Regions from separate parts of the Gossypium arboreum genome. Here region 1 is linked to region 2. Evidence: chromatin contacts called from public Hi-C data. All regions are on one chromosome and are shown on one strand. Each heading gives the region's core, a stretch centred on a gene start, on an enhancer-like site or on the middle of the called end of the contact. The rest is flanking DNA. Distances are from core to core; before and after follow the strand shown. Region 1 holds the start of LOC108468301 (pathogenesis-related protein 1B-like). Region 2 holds the start of LOC108468300 (protein DETOXIFICATION 49-like).

Region 1 (3,939 bases), core at 1,038-3,537, 160 kb after region 2:
TCTACCTTGTGAACAGTTTCAAGGTTCTCATTTTCTTCCTCACTTTCTCGTTTCAAGCTAGCCCTTTAAGAGATGGAGATGGTATAACAATCGATTTTGAGAGTCCAAATCCTATTTTGGTTGTTGGTTCGTCTTTCTACTTTTCCTGCCCAGCGTCTTGTCCACGACTCTTTCAAAGAGCATGTTCCAAAACTGATCCGGTTCGTATAAAGTCTTTGTGCTTGCATTCTGCCTTGGGTTTAGTTGGTTCTGTTTGGGATGTCAATTTGCCTTGGGATTCCACAGGAGTTCGGACTGGTTTTATCTGCGTAAGATTATATGAATTGATTATTAAATAAACTTTCTAGATTATTGGAATTTCGAATTAAATTTTAGATTTTATTTTTGGTTTGGTTTTCTGTAGGATTTTTAGTTAAATGGTTTTTGAAAGTCTATCTTATTTCTGCATATTTAAAAGATGTTTGATTTTCAAAACTAATTAAGTTTTGATTTTTTTTTTTTTAACAAATCAAACTACAAATTAAGTTTTCAGAAACATAACCAATATAATGATTGACTCTTCTGTTTTGAAAGATAAAGAGGAATATTTTAAAAACAAATATCGTTAGACTATAGCTGGTTTTCTAATAAATAAATAGTAAAAAGTTTTCGCAAAATAATTGATAAGCAGTGATAAACAAATAAATTGGTACCTTTAAGTTTCGGTCGTAACGTCTATGTTAAATTTGGGATGTTATAAGTTTTCATAATTTTTATTTTTCTTTGTGTAAGAAAACTATTTTCAAATCAAATTTTTTTTCAAAACTTACCTGATCAAAACACAAAAAAAGTTTATTCTTCAAGGACTAATCAATAATTTTAGTTTTTTCTTAATTAACTTTGTTTTGATTCGATTCTTGATCTAAACAATTATTTTATACAATCCATTAATACCAAACATTTTCATAATATGTCATGCCATGAATGAACCTATGGAATCTCATTTTTTGATACGCCTAAAGTTTTATATTTTATTCAATTTAGCCACTAAATTGGAGATGGTCATAACTTTCAATTTTTAGCCTCGACTTAAAATCCGACTTCAATTACATTCATTAGGGACTTTCTATTTTCTATTTATACCAAAATCTCCCAACAAATTCAAATTTTATTCCCTATGTACATAACTAATAATTAAATGTTATAATCTAGTCCTTTTCATAATCTAAACTTAAATCTATCAATTTCACACCCAAATTTTATAAGAAATTAACAATGACAACTTAAAAATTTTAATAATTTTACAAATTGGTACATGGGTAACTAAATCAAGCTCCTATGATCTTAAAAACATAAAAATTACAATAAATGGCTCAAACTGCTTACCTTGGCTGGCTAGCAGAAAATGAAGAACATAAAATGTTCCACTAATATTTGTCTTATATACTTAGATTATTCTTTAATTAATTGAAATTAATCAAACTTAACTAAACCTCAATCACTATAAATAAAAATAGTGAAAGTGAACATCATCATCCAATATTTGATGCAACAAAAGGGTTTATTTACTATTTTGAACCTTTGGCTAATTGCAATTTAAGTCTCTAAGTCTTTGGCCAATTAAAAACTTTTAGTGATCGAACTTTTACAATTTAGTCTCTATACCTAAATTAAATATTTAATTGACAAAATTAATGGACCAAACATTAACATTCTTTTATAACAACTCTGTAAATATTCATATTCAATATTTATGGACTCGGTTCACAGAAATGAGATTTTAAAATCTCATTTTTCAATACCACAGAAAATCAGATTGTTACAGTGTAGAACTTAAGTCATAGCTAAAACTTGTTGAGTTATAGTAATTTAGCACTCCATGTAAACAAGTTCGTGTCTTCACCTCTGTTTTTCCCTACACTTTTTACTTGGTCTAGTTCCAACTTACCAATAATATATCAGTGTGCAAAAGTCAATGTTCTTTCTAATAAAAAAGATGTTTCACCCCAAAATTTTCTCACTACCTCAGTTACGTAGCTGTCAATTAACTATAAATTTGGAATCAAAATCTTTAAACTTAATTTGATGTTTTACTACATTGCTTTCAATCAAAAAGAAATTTAGAAATAAAATTCCTTTGAACATAGTTACTAATGATTGATTATATATATAGAATAAAATTTTAGTAAAGGCGCAAACATTTTCTGAATTTAGGCTAGATTTTAATAGAAAATTTTAGTTTTTACTGTTGGATGTATAACTACATTTTGTTTTTTTACACCATCATGAATTCTTATATTAGAATTTTAATAATCTCTTTTTTAACTTCTTATAAATACCTCCCACAAATTTCCCATTTCTCATTTCTCATACCTTCCACAAATTTCTCATTTCTCATCAAGTGACTTATTCCGCGTACCTTTGGCATCGCCAATAGCACTAGAAACCAAAATGGCGTGGTGCAAAATTCTATTGGCGGTGATTTCGGTCGTCCTACATTTTACTTTGCCTTCTTTCGCTCAAAATTTGAAAAAAGAGTTCTTAAATGCTCAAAACAATGCTCGTGCGGCGGTGAATGTTGGGCCATTGGCTTGGGATGACCAAGTGGCTGCATATGCACTAGCATATGCAAAACAAAGAATTGGGGACTGTAATCTTGTTCACTCCGAGGGTCCATACGGAGAGAACATTGCAATGGGAAGCGATGACATGTCTGTCGCAGATGCATTGAAAATGTGGATTGATGAGAAAGCCTATTACGATCACCACTCTAATTCGTGCGATTTAGGTGAGGTTTGTGGCCATTATACTCAAGTGGTTTGGCGCGACTCAGTCCATGTAGGGTGCGCAAAGGTTACGTGTGACAATGGAGGAACCTTCATTACTTGCAACTATGACCCTTTTGGTAACGTGGTTGGACAGTCACCTTTTTGAGACTTGATATTTATAATCAAATTACCATCTATATATATATCATTGAAGGATGTACTATTTTCGTATGCTTCGGAGCAAAAGATTTGCTAATGATGTAACATGTATACAAGCCATTTAAACTTGGCTTAATGCTTTAGTTGAGCTTTTGAGGTTGGAAGCATGCAATTTAGCAAGGAAGATTTGCTCTTGACTTGTCTATGGAGATGTACTAGATGGAAGATTACCTAAATAGTATCCATGACTTATATGCCTCCATATATATATTGTATGCATCAAGAATAAAAGGTTGTGGTGCAAAGTTTATTTTATAAAATTGATCTTTGAAACTTCTCCATGAATTTCGCTCGTTCAGAAGCAATATATTATAAGCATTTCACTATATTTACGGATTTTTATATAACTATATCGAATTAGTACATTGCACAATAATATTGAAAATTGAAAAATATTCGATTATTGATAGGATTTAAATTTAAAGTTTCGTTTGTTTGTCAAGAAAATATATTTGAAAAATAATTTCTGAAAAATAATTTACTTTTCTATAAATAATTTACTTTTCTAAAATAATTTATAGAAAATAATTTACTTTTGAAAATAATTTAAAATGATTTTATTTTAAATTCTCCAAAGGCTTTTTATAGGCTTCAAAATTGGTGACGCCTTTGGACTTGAAAGACGGTAATGTGTCAGATTATGTGGCGTTGAAAGTGAGAAATTAATGGTCAGTTACCGCGATGACCCACCGTCAAGAGCAATGTACCCATTACTTTGAAGGTAGTCCCTTGAATTAAAAAAAGGTTGTATTGTTTTCTGCTGCTCTGCAATAAAAATTAGAGCATCATTAAGAATTGTACTTTGGGGACTCTGCTCATTTTCTGCAGCACAGGTGTGGCAGGGACATCAATCCGAAAAGATCAAAAGAGGGGGGAAATTAAGTCTGCAGCAGAGCCTCACATGTGCTGCTTTGATCCATCCTTTTAGGCCGTGCGAGGGATATGTATATGATCCTAGGGCAGTAATTTGATT
Region 2 (4,060 bases), core at 360-2,859:
TAAAAACATCCCAAGTTGATGTTTGCTCCTAATTTTGGCCTCGCCGTTCCTCTTAAAACTCCGCAGCCTGTTGTTTGTGGGCAGTTTCCGAGCTCACAAAGTCCAAGTATAGGCAAAACCATGGATGTTAAGGCGATGATTTCCGGGTCTTGGGTGAATATTGCAGCCCATTTTTTTCTAATCAATATAGCAAAAAGGAATGCGGAAAATCCGAGTACCGAGCTCGATGAGAGGCCGACGATTGCAGCTAGTTTTGCTTTGTTTGGATTGTTAGCACCAAGTTCATTTCCGACTCTTGTTGACACACCAAAGCTTAAGGAAGATGGAAAAATGTATATAAAAGATGTGGTTTGAATTAAAATACCCATTGAAGCAACAGTTGCTTGTGGATTTAACAACAGCCCACATAACAAAATCATGATTTCATACCACCACCATTCCAGGCAAACTGAAATGCAGCTTGGAATGGATAAATTCAATAAATATTTCCAGCCTTTGAAGCAGTCTGAGGAAATTCCACCCCATGTTTTCTTGTACACCCCGGAGATTTTCACGTAAACAATCAACGAACCTACGAGATTGAAGTTCGTCCAAACGGACCCCAAAGCAACGCCTTTGATGCCAAGATTGAGCACCGAAACAAGAAGGTAATTAATGGGAATGTGGAGAAGAATCGCCAGAGTCGAACAGTATGTGAGAGGCAAAGTTATAGACTGAGTCCTCAAATATGTACGCAAAGGGTGTAAAATGGATTGTGCAAGAAGGTCTGGAAGAGAATAAAGAATGTAGGATTGAGCTTCATTGGCCATATTTTCATCTTGGCCGCAAAAGAGAAGGATATTTTTCATGCTGAACCACAAAGAAGCAATGGCAATTGAAGTCAAAAGAAGCATAAGTATCATTTTTTGCATGGTGAGGCCAAGAACTTTGAATCTTTTGGCACCAAAAGCTTGACCACAGATGGGCTCCATCCCCATGGCAAGGCCAGAGAGAACGGAGTACCCTGTGATGTTAGCAAATCCAATAGCCAGTGAGCCACCGGCTAAAGCGAGCTCCCCTAGACGCCCAAGAAACAACATGGAAATCATGGATCGAGAGTAGAGCAACAGCCCCGTTAGTACCATCGGGAAAGCTACGTTGGCTATGCAATTCAATTCACCAATTATTGGAGACAGACAAGTCTTTTCTGAAGTCATGTCTTGTCTTTGTTCTGTTAGGATCTTGAGGTTCAAAGGAGTACTTAACATATCTGATTCTTGTACCACGATTGTAGCAAGATTTTCGTGATCCAAACTCTGTTTGCAAGATGAGGAGAAGCCCCCCATGATTGTGCACTTCCTTTTTATGGTACGGTGAGAAAACGAAAGTAGGAAGAGCACTAAGGGTAAACCAGAGAGGAATTTGGGTATAATCGTTTGAAGGAGAGATAGCCAATTGGGGGGGGAGGGGACTGAAAAGATGGAAAGAGTATGTGGGTTTTAAAGGGGTTTTTAACCTGTGGAGACAAGAACAATTGACAGATCGAGCTTCCTTTTATGAACGACCAGGAGATGTCACTGTTGCCAATTGGGTGTGCAAATGAAAAATCAACCCCTGAATGGGAACTCGCTTTGTTTAAAATTGCTTCACAAGTGTGAAGTATTTATGAGGATATCGGTTTAAAACCTATTTGCCTTTTACCTTCTTTAATTGATCTAATTAAAGGGGGAACAAAGCCTTTTTAAATCTCCGATTTTACGTTTTTAGTTGAGGAAACATAATAAATATTTGGACGGTTATATGTGGACCTAATTATACACATGAGGAAGCTTGCTGAACCTCTACTGTTTTGTTGCTCAAGCAACCCTCTCAATTATCTTATTAATTTCCACCAATTGATTGGCTGCTTTAATAATGTTTAAACCCTCTTCTTTTCGGGGACCTAACCAAATAATTTTTTAAGAATGCCCATGGCTATGCAAGTTGTTTGTTACTGTTAGGCTTGAGTTGATATTTCATACCTTCTTTATTTTTTATTGATATGATTGAGGTTAAAATGATAAAGGTAAAAATAGTGAAAATTAAAATGTATAAAATAATATTTGTATATATTTATGAAAATATCCAATTATTTTTAAAATTTTATAATTAAATTAGTAAAGATGAATCTAACCTGTTAGGTTGAATTAAACATTAATACTCGATTTACACATGAATGTTTTAAGTAGTTAATGGTTAAAGTTAGGATGAAATCATAACTAACTCCTTTACACACAAATAATAAAGAAATCACTGAGTTTTTAGTTTTTGAATGTGTCAAATAAGGAATAAAATAGTAATATTTTCATGGTGCTGACACATAATGATTTTTTATAGTATATACATATAATAATAACAATTTAACGGACCACATAAAAGAGATGGGATTTAATTGATCTTTTGTTTTGGCAAAAAAGAGAGAGATAATGTTATGAAAACATAAGGCTAGGGTTTACCACTAAATCCTATGATTTTGTCTTGGAGCTAGCATTGGTCGGATAGGCCTAGGCTCTTCGTGGATTCAGTGTACTCAGCAGCTATGGACGGTGGCGGGCGCCGATATATGCCGAAGGGAGGGGGATCCTGCTTTACATGTTTCATGTTTGTCTCGATCGACCATCATCTTCCTCGGACACTTCACAAAGTTCGAATTAACCAATAGTGTCACATGAAAGGTACAAGCAACTGTGATCAACAAACAGTAACGGCAATTTTGTTCTTTGTGACAAAGGGAACTCATGCTCCTGTTTATGTACTTTAATATATCATTTTTGAAATCGAAGTCTACAATAAGTTAATTAATTCTTCTTTTCATGATTGTTACTTGAAATTGTGAGTACAATCTCTCCATCGTTACTATATCAACAAGATTTGTTTGGTTAAGTCAACAAACTCAGATTTTCGTCCCTGTTATTTTCTGTTTAAACAAGTTTTTCGTTAATATTCAGTAAATGAATTATACTTTACATTTATGAAAACAACCCACATTCTAAAGATAACCAAATTTGTACAATCCACTATCACTAAAATCATAATTTATCAAAGAATAATAGGCTTCTTTCCCACACAAAAAGTGTCCATTTATGTTATACTTTTTATGAGTTTGCTAACGTTTTTAGCACCATTTTTTAGGTTAATTAATCAACATATTTAAGGAGGCAAAAATCAATATATTTACAATTTTAATAGAGGAGATTATTATATGAGATTCATTGTATAAGTTTCAAAATTATATATGAAATAAATTATTAATTGTTTTTAATATTTTATTTGAGTCTTTAAAGTTTTAGTGTTGTATCAATTAATTTTTTTTTATTAGTTTAGAGTTGTTAACTTTGTAGAACACTCACATGTCATGGGTCCCAGTAGAAAACCCGTGGCCATTGCACAACAAATGCATCCAATGGAGGTCTATTGTTCAGATGTGAATCATTTTACCCACAAGAACTGGCCCGATTGAAAGAATTGTTGGAAAAGCCTGTCAGATTAAAGCCTAGGTGGCCTAATAATGAAAATATGGCAACATAGGCTATTTTTAGTAAATATGGGGACTAATCTTAGAAGGTTATAGGAATCATATCTTGTAAAGATTAGATTAGATTTGATATTATGTAATCTTGTAAATCCCTAAAATCAAGGAATAGGCTAATCTCGTCCGTCGATGTAACTTGATCTAGACCGTCAATTTTAAGGGAGCTCAACTATAAATAGAGAGCCTCCCCCTCACTTGTTAAATACTTCATTCATCTATTGTTTCATTATTATTTAAGAGTAATAGAATACTAAGAGCATTTACTCAAACACCTCTCGTGCGTTCTTTTCTGTGGTTTTCTATTGTTCTTTCGTGGCTTCTTTTGGCATAATTGCTCCCGCTATACAAATTGGTGCCTTGAATGAATTCTAAAGAAAACCTCACTTATGGTGGTTAGGCTGACTTAGGTGAATTTGGCACGAACTGATCGCCTAAGGCCACACGGATCGCAAGATGAAAGATCTAGCCTCGTGCCACACACCCATGGCACTGTAAAATCAATATTTAATT

The links. A called contact is a pair of places that touch in the nucleus more often than the background predicts.
Region 1: a contact with region 2 is called in a Hi-C map of leaf, with 4 times the contacts expected there. The contact joins the promoter of LOC108468301 here to the promoter of LOC108468300 in region 2. A contact is called at or near these places in 2 of 5 Hi-C or Micro-C datasets (both in leaf).

The regions. Positions count from the first base shown.
Region 1 is chr8:10,193,013-10,196,951 of ASM2569848v2, forward strand. LOC108468301 (pathogenesis-related protein 1B-like) reads left to right here and starts at 2,288. Exons shown (of 1, transcript XM_017769191.2): 1 at 2,288-3,251. The coding sequence starts at 2,431. The coding sequence ends at 2,913.
Region 2 is chr8:10,029,377-10,033,436 of ASM2569848v2, forward strand. It overlaps LOC108468300 (protein DETOXIFICATION 49-like), which reads right to left and starts at 1,610. Exons shown (of 1, transcript XM_017769190.2): 1 at 1-1,610. The coding sequence starts at 1,325.